Linked DNA regions of Rattus norvegicus: region 2 is linked to region 1. Evidence: chromatin contacts called from public Hi-C data. All regions are on one chromosome and are shown on one strand. The core of a region is the stretch at or near the end of the contact, and the rest is flanking DNA. Distances in the headings are between cores, read along the strand shown.

Region 1 (5,111 bases), core at 2,139-4,638:
ATTTCCTCAGCTAGGATCTCAACTCTTAGCTTGCATGTCTGGTGTGGGAATGGGACCTGGATACTCACAGAGGTTCCTGAATGACCTAAATGAACTGTGTGGACAGGAAAAACTGCTCTTGAAAAGTCAAGCTAAAGATGGAGGATGGCTGTCCTGGGATTTCCCTGGCTATCCGGGCCAGTGGCATCAAGCTCTAAGAAGCATCTATGTTAGAGAAATGGCATGGGGCATGCTCACTGGCACCGAAAGTCAAGAGTAGGGAAGAATGCAGCCAGAGAGCAGGTACTTACAGTTGCACCAATAAATACCAGAGGATACCTCCACTTCCCTGGGTGCAAAGGCAGGGCAGACGGGATCCTGACACTTCAGTTTCACAGGGTGCTCTGATAACCTCATAAAGCCTATAGATCACACACACTATTTTACCTACAATTTCAAGGCTGTTGCAAAAACTCTGGATCCTGAAGACTGGCTGCTTGGTCCCCTTTATCCATGACCTTTCATGTTTGAGCTGTGCAATGCAGATGAGGGGTCCATGTACCTCCTCCTGCTTCATTCGATACCTGATACATGAGATTCCAAGGTCCCTGAGCCCAACAACATCCCACAGAGTCTCCTTCTAACTGTTCCTCTGTCTCTGAAGGGATACGATGGGTGAGGGAGGCTTTGTGGCACTTGCTTCCTATCCTGATGAAAAAAAAATCTGCTATTTTTGCTCTGCTTCAGAGGAAAAATAGAAGCATGACTTATATACCCAAGTTTTGTCTCTGCAGCCATGTACTTTGGCTGGTCTATTTTGTTTCTCTCAATTACAAATATATTCCTTCCCCTAGAAATCTCTGTGTGGGACCAGCCCTCCCCACAATGCAGTGAGCTGCTTGAGAGCAGTTGGAGCCTGCCCCTAGGAGACCCTGGGTGACCAGCCTTCAGATGGGAGGGGCTCTGATCCATGATCCTTGGTAGTCTGGGGCTTATTAAGCTCTTCCTGTCTGTCAATTACCCAGATTACTGCTCCCTTGCTGCAAGCTCCAAGGCCAGTTTCCATTTGGCCAGAGAAAAATAATGATTGTCTGTTTATTAACTGGAAAAAAAATGCCCAGGCACAGTGTGTGTTTGAGCCAAAATCTGGTCTTAAGAAGCTTCCCCTGGTCCAGTCTCTCCTCTCTGGAATCCTGTACTAGCGGACCCACCAGTTGCTGTGAACCAGTGGTGTAGGACAGTGGTTCTCAGCTTTTCTAACGCTGTGACCATTTGATACAGTTCCTCATGTTGTGGTGACCCTCCCAACCATAAAAGTATCTCACTGCAACTGCATAACTATAATTTTTCTTCTTTTATGAATCGTAATATAAACATCTGGTATGCAGGATATCTGATATACAACCCCTGTGAAAGGATTGCTTGACCTCAAAGGGGTCAAGACCCACAGGTGGACAACCTATGGTATAGCAGTTTCAGGAATCCTTTGTCTGAATGTTCCAGACAGTCAGTAGCATGTGATGGCCTTAACTCATTCCTCAGCTGGCGCCAGGGGGATGTGGTTGCCTCTGGGGATACTCTAGCACAGACTAATGTGACAAAGGGACTGAGCAAGTGATTGTCAGATATGAGGAGCTCTAGGTGGGTGTTCACCAGAAGCCACTAGTGTCACACTGACATAGGTTCAAATCCAAACTCTGCTACCTAAAAGTGGTAAATTCTTGGCAAAGTTCTGTGCACCTCAGCTGAGCCTTCTAAGAACTGGGGATGAGGATTCCTGGGCCGTAGGACAGGAATGACACCTGAGAAGGTAAGTGTGTGAAACAGGCCTGTGCTCCCCAGCCCCAAACACAAAACAGTCACTTTGGTATGAGAGTCTTTCTCTTGCCTTACCCAGGAAGCCTGAATTCGGTACTAAACCCTCAGGCTCTCCTGCCGGCAAAGCTGGCCGCCTGTCCACTGACCTATCTTCTACCACTTCGTGGTCATGGTCCACATTCCCTTCCCAGAAGGCTGGGGAAGGCTCTGAGCCCTAGCTTTTCCTATTTACTCTCCTTCATGCCAAACACCTTTGCTTTGAAAAGTTGGTCACTAATGGGACACAGAAAGGTACAACTAAACACGGTGTTCAGGCATAGTTGTGCACACTTGAAATCCTAACAGTCAGAAGGTTTGAGGCCAGCCTGAGCTACATAGTGAGACTTGGACTCAAAAATCAAACAGAGAAAATGTCATTCTTCTGGGCTGAGCTAAAGTCTCAACCCAGACATTGTCCTATTGTGCGAACTTCCACGAGCACTGGATCTCACAAAGCCCCCAACCTTGCTGTCTATAAGCGGGGTTCCTGAGTCATCTCGGAGGGGTCCTCTACCTCTATAAAGACTGAACATCTTAACATGAACTCCTCCTTCTCTTACTCCTCTCCGTGCTGTGCACAATCTCTTGCCACGTGGCTCTACCGAGAGTAAGAGACCCTCCTAGTTCCACCTCTAGTCTTGCAATTGTGGTCTGAATGATCAGCCGAGTTCAGTTGACTCCACAGTCAAACACTCCATATATCTCAGGGGCTCCCCCAAAATAGTCTTTCCTTGCAGTCCCCCATGCAACCACTGTCTCGGGGACCTTAGGCTCAGGTCAGCAGTTGTTAAGGGGCGGGCGACCTTTGCACCTTTCCAGTCTGAATTTCAGCCCAGCAGACCACCGTATGGTTTGTTTCATTACAGGATCGAAGATTGCCCTCTGGTGGAGACAGAAGCAATAACAGAACCATGCAGTAGCTCTGAAGGCTTCTCCCCAGACCTCGGTCAGGTTGCTCAGTCCAATACGTTCCCGTTTTATGGGATAAACAGGTGGTGTTGTTAATAGAACAGGAGGCGTGATCTCCCTCTGAGGATAACATACCCCATAGGAAAATCTCATTACTGATGTCCTCTACTTTATTTTACTCTGAAAGGGTGATAGCCCAGAGATACCTCAAGACACACAGCAAATGAACGGAAGAGACTAGATGAGTCCAGGTGCGCTGATGACCTTCCAGTTCAGATTCAGGAGAAAATCCAAGAGCTAGAGGTTTGGACTGAATCCCGCTCCATATGTTTAGGTAAATTAATTCTGCCCTGAGCTCTGACTGCCCTTTCTGAAATATGAGACAAGAACAGTGAGCTTTGAGGAATCGGAGAGAGTTGGCGTCAGCCTCCTGCTTCTCCCCGGTTGCTAGCTGCCCACGCTCTTTCACTCCATGCCCATCAAGCTCATTTCCTTGTTCCCCAAGAAACTGGGAGAAACAGAAATTTGGGGGTTATGGCAAAATGCAGATTTATGGGTGGCTTCATCCCTGTGACTCTCTGCTCACAGACCTTAAGGTGTCCCGAGTCTCAGTAGAGCTCTGAATAGCCACTGATACCCATCACACAGGTGAGAAGACCAAAGCCAGGACCTTTTTCCTTTCATAGTCACCCACACTACACCTTGCGCATGCGCTCTCCTCTCCCCCCAGCCACCGCATGCACAGAAGCCCCCTCATAAGGATAGACGCTCCTCACCTAGCAACCTCTGAAATTAGAAAATGTCCCTAGTCACCCACATGCCCAGCCACAGTTGGGGGCACAAACACACCCTGTCTCCAAGGAGACCTGACAAAGCTGTGGGACCGCCACTGAACATTTAAACATTTCTGGCTTTAAACTGTTCGTACTGGAAACCTGGAAATGGGGAGGTGTGGGTTTTGTGCTGAAGAATGTGGGATTAAGCATCAGCCTGTGTTTTCACCATAGCATTCCCTAGTAGGACTAGGGTAGAGGGATGAGGGGAGTCCAATGTGCTTTAACCATCCATCCATCCATCCATCCATCCATCCATTCATCCATCCATCCATCCAGTAATATTTTCCAAAAGCTTCCTATATTCTGAATATTGTTTAAAACTCAAGAGATGGGGGTTAAAAAGTCCTAAACACTACAGGATGTGGAAGATCCATCAGAAGCAAGGGGGTTGAATAAGTTATACAATGTCCTCTCTCTGTAAGTGGAGGGCATTCCCTATGGTCCTTTCATTCCTCAGGAAGGCAACATGGGGACACATTTCCATCAGCCAGCAGGCTGCCTGGGATGAACAATACTGTTCTATGAAAATATAACACAGGTCACATTGCATCTCACCTTAAAATTCATAGTAAATAGGAAAAAATTATAATAGCTCATAGTAAGTTTAATAATATATTTTGTTTAATCTAACATATCCTAAATTTTTCTTAAACTTTTAGTTAGAACAAAAATTACTAAGGGGACATTCTGTCCCTTTTGTTTGTACTGGATCCAGTGTGCTTTTTATACTCACAACAGCACTCAGGGAGAAAGATACCCGGTGCTCGGTAGCCACATTGGGGGAGGGGGGCAGTAATTATACCCTACTGGAACCACAAAAGAATCAACCAACAGGAGGCGAAGCTCACCTTGCCTGCCAGAGATCACCAGGTCCTGAACTCTTTTCTTTACCCCTTGGGGGGAGGTAGGATATGTGTAGAGGTCACAGCAAAACTTGTGAGAGTTGGTTTTCCCCTACCATTTGGGCTCTGGGACTTGAACTCTCTCCAGCTCCTAGGTCTATATTCTTGAGCAAACTTCTTGCCCATGTCCTCAATTGAGAGACAGCCCCCATCCACTTTTCCTCTCCCTAAGTCTCCCTTTGCCTTTCTCTTTGAAGTCGGGCTACTTTGTAACTCAGGATGACCTCGAACTCACTTTATAGCCAAGGTTGACTGAACTTCTGATCCTACGGTCTCAACCTCCCAATTGCTGAGGTTACAGGTCTGTGTCTCCATAACCCCGTTACGCATTGCTCAAGAGCAAATCCCAGGCTTCATGTGCTAAGCAAGCTCTCTACAAGATGAGCTCCATCTCTGTACCCCTCTCAAGACTTTCCTGTCTCCTAGACAGGCTCTGCTCTGCACCAGCCTGACATGTGACATCGGTCTCTGAATGCTTTTGTGGCCAGATCACTGCATATAGAGAGATTAGAACAGACATATGCAGCCCTTGAGAGTGGTGGGAAAGTGGGTCTCAGGCTGGCCCAGGTCCCAGGCCAGGAAAGACCATCTCCTTGCTTGGGCACACCCACCTTTATTATATTGAAAC
Region 2 (4,766 bases), core at 1,862-4,361, 130 kb before region 1:
AATGAGGAAGAGCAAAGATGGGACTTGATGTTTTGCAAACCACAGTCTCTATTTCTATGGAGTCTGCAGTTTCTCAAAGTGGAGAGAAAAGGCAGAGACCAGGCAGTTCAGAGGCTGATGCCGAGAAGAGGCAGAGGCAATGTAATAAAGGACAACACAGGCAAGAAACTAACTTGACCAGAGGGCTGCAGACTGTCAATGGAGCATAGATCTGAGCTGAGACTAGAAGAATGAGAGTTATCTCATCTAAGGGCAAGTAAGACACAGAAGCTGAAGGCGTGGCACACTCAAGGGGTAAAGAGAGAGGACTGTGAACCTTCCAGGGTAAGTATTACCTGCCATTTACAAATGAGGAGGCCGGGGCCACACAAGTTAACTAGCTTTCTAACAGTCACTGGGGCTGTAAGGGTAGACTCTCAAACTGAAAGCATGTGTGTTTGACTCTAAAGTCATCCTAAGTGAGAGGCACTTTCTCTTTACTCTGGAGTACACGTACAGCTCTGTAAGGACTCTAGCATACACAGAGCAACTGAGCAAGTGTATGGCATCTGCAAAAACACATAATCAGTGATCAATGACTGTCAGAAGAGAAAGCCACCAGGAAGCACTAGTCAGTTTAGAACAGGGGCCATTGAAAGTAGAGTAATTGTTTCTACTGCATGTAAATTTGCCAAATGCTTTAAAAAATGGGACTATTTTAGGACAGCAAAGATATTGGAAACTCGGATTTGAATGGAGTAGGGTACAGAAAGGATAAGAGAGTTTCACATTAAATTTTGTGGGGATGGGAGGAGGGAGTCCTGCCATCTGGGAAGGATGATGAGGTTGTCAACCAGGAAATGGTCATTAATCTGGACCTTAATGAATTTGGGTTCCGAAACTTATCTTCTGTTGCTCTCTACAGTCCATGCATGGAAAACATGAGATCAGAGTTGTCTGAAAGAAGAGCGGAACATTTAAGAAAGAGAGAGTAAATCATCTTAGATATAAGAATACCAAACTTTGGAAGATAGACAGGTTTGGGAAGGGTGTCAATGAAATGAGATTGATGAGTTAGTCTGGGATATGTTGAGTTTGAAGAAAGTCCAAGCTTCAAGCTGTCTAGATGCTGGCTGGAATAGGTCTAGAGCTCATATTGTGTGCCAGTGTTGGGTATATAGATTCAAACCCATTTGCCTATACATAATGGCTGCTGAGTGGAGACCATCAACAGAAAAGAGAGCTAAGAAGATTGCAGACAGGATCTCAACTCTTAAGATCTGGGTCAACTTTTATGTTTCTTTCATCCTTGTGGCTAACATGGTTTATACCCAGGAAATATCTATGGAAGTGAACGTTGTTGTCTCATATGAGTAGCCTAAGTATATTAAACTTAATATTGGGCTGAGCTCAATTACTTGTTCCTTATTGTCTGGTCCTTCTTACAGATGAGGCTCCTCTGTTACACTGTCCTCTCTGGAAACTGGGACTCAAAGGCCAGTATTCCAGCTGGCAAACCCCTCTCTATATTGTAATTCTCCACCTAGGCATCCACAACAAATAGAGCATGACCCTTGGTACCCAGCTACCTCCGGTATCTGGGACCATAGGATATCTTATCACCATGGCTTGCCTTCCTAAAGAAAAGCCATGCCACAGCCAACATTCCAGAAAGTTCTAAGGTCTACATTTTTGGACCTTAGGGGTAGACACAGAAGTAAGAAGCTATAGCTATGACTTTTCAAAAAAGAATGGGGAAAACTGAGGGTTCCACTTTGGAGCGTGGTAAATATAGAGTAGGCAATGAAAGCTCTTAGTTTCAAGGGTAACCAAGGCCAACCATAATTATCCCTGCAGTGTTATGAACTAGAAGTAAACAGCTTGTTGTAAACATGAGACAAAAGGGATAAGAAAACTTAGCTCTTGGACAGTCTATGTGATTACCACCCAAGTGGGAGAAGAGAGTCTTCCTCTTTTCTATGTAATATCTTTTCCAAGATCTTGTGTTTACATGGTCATAGTGATAAATGATTATAAATACTTGTCCTTCTCCTATGAGGACATAAATTCCTTGAGAGCCAAGACAATGTTTGACTTCAGGGAGTATTTCAAGTCCTGTGGGATTCTGTGGGACCAGGATATAGAGGATGTTATAGAAGAGGGAAAGAGCAAAAAAAAAAAAAAAGACAGAAATAGAGGGAGGAGAGAAGAGTAGGAATTTTCTCTTTTGTGTCTGTTGCTCCACAACTTTTTCCTCACAGGAAAAGTGAGGGATCCTGCATACCTCATGCCATCTTAAAATGGCTCTACATCTTGCCCCATCACTGGGAAGAAAATTCTGGTTATGCCTGCACCTTTTCCCCTGATTATAGAAGACCAGCCATCCCACATTCTGCAGGTAGAAGGTTGAAGGTAACATTATATAGGTAGGGAACTCAATGGCCAGGAAATAAGCAATTCCTCTAAGGCAATGAGGCAGCCTGATCCCATCTTGGGGCATGAGAGATGAGAGTGCACAGTGTCTACAATCTCTGAGTCCTTATGTATAGTCTCATGCCACAGACCCTGGCCATGGACATACATGGATAGGTGCTACCTTTGTAATGACTGCGAGTCCATGGTTTCTCAGTATCCACAGTACAGATAATCAAGAGTCACACATTCAGACCATGCAGAAGAAACTTCTCTTGGACTCTCAGACCTTTAGCATAAGGAACTTACTCTTCATTTTGCTCTTGTCCTCTGATTGAAGAAAAGTGATGAAAGGCAAGTTGCCAACATAAAGAGTTGCCCAATAATGGAGACTTCTAAACATGGTACAACTCAAGAAGAATGGCCACTTGTTAAGACATTGTAGGGACATTTAGGTATTGGAGAAAATGGCTCACTCATTCACTTTCAACTCAGATGAGGTAAGTCGGATTGGCCTAATCATTGTAAGTTGTGTTTACAAGAAACTATTTCAGGATCTTGAAAGTAGAGGGATGAATTTTTATAGCTTTCCATAAGGACAATGTGGCTCAAATGCTCACCCCCACAATGAGGCAGAGAAGGTCCTGAATGCTAAGACTGCACTTGGGCTCTGTCCCAGCCTGACTCAGCAGGACTTGGTGACCTCATTGCATGATGAGGATAATGTCTGGAGAGAACTCTGAAGGGACAGCTGCTGGCTATAGAGACAGAAAGGCTGGAGCTACAGCCAGATACTGGCTAGGGAAAGAACTGTAGAAAATGCCTCGGGATTTTTCAAAATAGCACTGAGTTGATAGAATCTAGGAGAGTGAGGGGAGGTTTGACAGAACAGAGAAAGAACACTGTTGGACAGCTCCAAACACTGCCAACTCCAGGAAAGGGTAGGATATGCTGTTGTGTTTAGGCAGCAGATGGAAAAGACCCTTGTCCAAAATCCTTCATTTACTTTGATGCCATTGCAATAGACTGTAGATCTATTACTTTGCCTGCAGAATACATCTAAAGCTGGATTCAAGACTGAGCACATGCCCCAAACATAGCCAAACAGAATCTTAGATGTTCAGGAAGAATTGTTCTCTAAGAGCTTACCAAAAGGAACCATGTGGACCTAGAGTTAACTGTAGTCATTTCTCTGGCTTTATAAAGTGATTCCATTCACAATTACCCAGAAGGAAGTAGAATCAAGGACAGGAAAAAGGCTCCAGACAATTCTATCTTAGATGCTAACTGTCAGCAGGGCTCTGAATCCCAGTAAGTTGAGTAATCTCTGCTCCTTTACTAATAGTAAATCTCTGCTCCATTAAAGCTAATTTGTGGTGGTGTTTATTTGAGCAACCACTTTATCCCTTTTGTCTTTTAGGATGGCATCTCTATATGTACCTCAGGCTGGCCTCCAAACCATGATCCTCTTCCTTCAGCTTCCCAAATATTGGGATCATAGTTATATACTGCCACACTCAATCACAGCTTAACTTTAAACCTTTCAAGGTTCCTGGAAAATCCAAACTCTATTTGGGATGAGGAACAGCAACCTCAGAACTGTCATTTAAAACATGAGTATAACAGCAAATACATAGGCAAATGTCATCATTAAACCACTGAACTGAGAACAGAACCCCCGTTGAAGGAATCTTAGAAAGGACTGAAAGAGCTTGAAGGGGCTTGAGACCCCATATGAACAACCAACCAGAGCTTCCAGGGATTAAGCCACTACCCAAAGACTGTACATGGACTGACCCTGGACTCCAACTGCATATGTAGCAATGAATAGTCTAGTAAGAGCACCAGTGGAAGGGGAAGCCCTTGGTCCTGCCAAGACTGAACCCCCAGTGAACATGATTGTTGGGGGGAGGGCGGTAACGGGGGGAGGATGGGGAGGGGAACATCCATAGAGAAGGGGAAGGGGAGGGGTTAGGGGGATGTTGGCCAGGAAACTGGAAAGGGGAATAACAATCGAAATGTAAATAAGAAATACTCAAGTTAATAAAGATGAAAAAAAAACATGAGTATAAGAGCAGAACTGAGGAATGAACTAGGCTTCAAGACAGAAAACTAATTGTTTTCTTTCTCATTCCACTGGGGATAAGTACAGAGACCTCAAACTTTCACTGGGACTTGTAGAAAACAGTCCAGTAAAAAAAAAGGGTACCCACTGCTGGGTCCCCATAGGAGAAGTACAGAGAGAGTGAGAGAGTAGTCCTAGAGTCCATATTAGTTATGGACCTTGTTTGGTTTTTGGTTTCCAGATGAAAGGACACTGTGCTCAGGACCTGCCAGCATAGGGGGCTCCAAAGCCCTTTGTGGAGTGCTTACCT

The links. A called contact is a pair of places that touch in the nucleus more often than the background predicts.
Region 2: a contact with region 1 is called in a Hi-C map of frontal cortex, with 4 times the contacts expected there. The contact joins two enhancer-like sites. A contact is called at or near these places in 8 of 12 Hi-C or Micro-C datasets (the A7r5 cell line, Schwann cells, frontal cortex and 4 more) and 1 of 1 datasets of contacts at active chromatin or transcription factors (oligodendrocytes).

The regions. Positions count from the first base shown.
Region 1 is chr13:74,144,573-74,149,683 of GRCr8, reverse strand. No RefSeq gene overlaps it. Among named protein-coding and RNA genes, the nearest start is that of Mir1843b, 62 kb to the right of the region's middle. Within about 2 kb of position 3,388, at least 5 of the 93 cell types and tissues checked have an H3K27ac peak or open chromatin away from gene starts, as enhancers often do.
Region 2 is chr13:74,278,791-74,283,556 of GRCr8, reverse strand. No RefSeq gene overlaps it. Among named protein-coding and RNA genes, the nearest start is that of Mir1843b, 200 kb to the right of the region's middle. Within about 2 kb of position 3,111, at least 4 of the 93 cell types and tissues checked have an H3K27ac peak or open chromatin away from gene starts, as enhancers often do.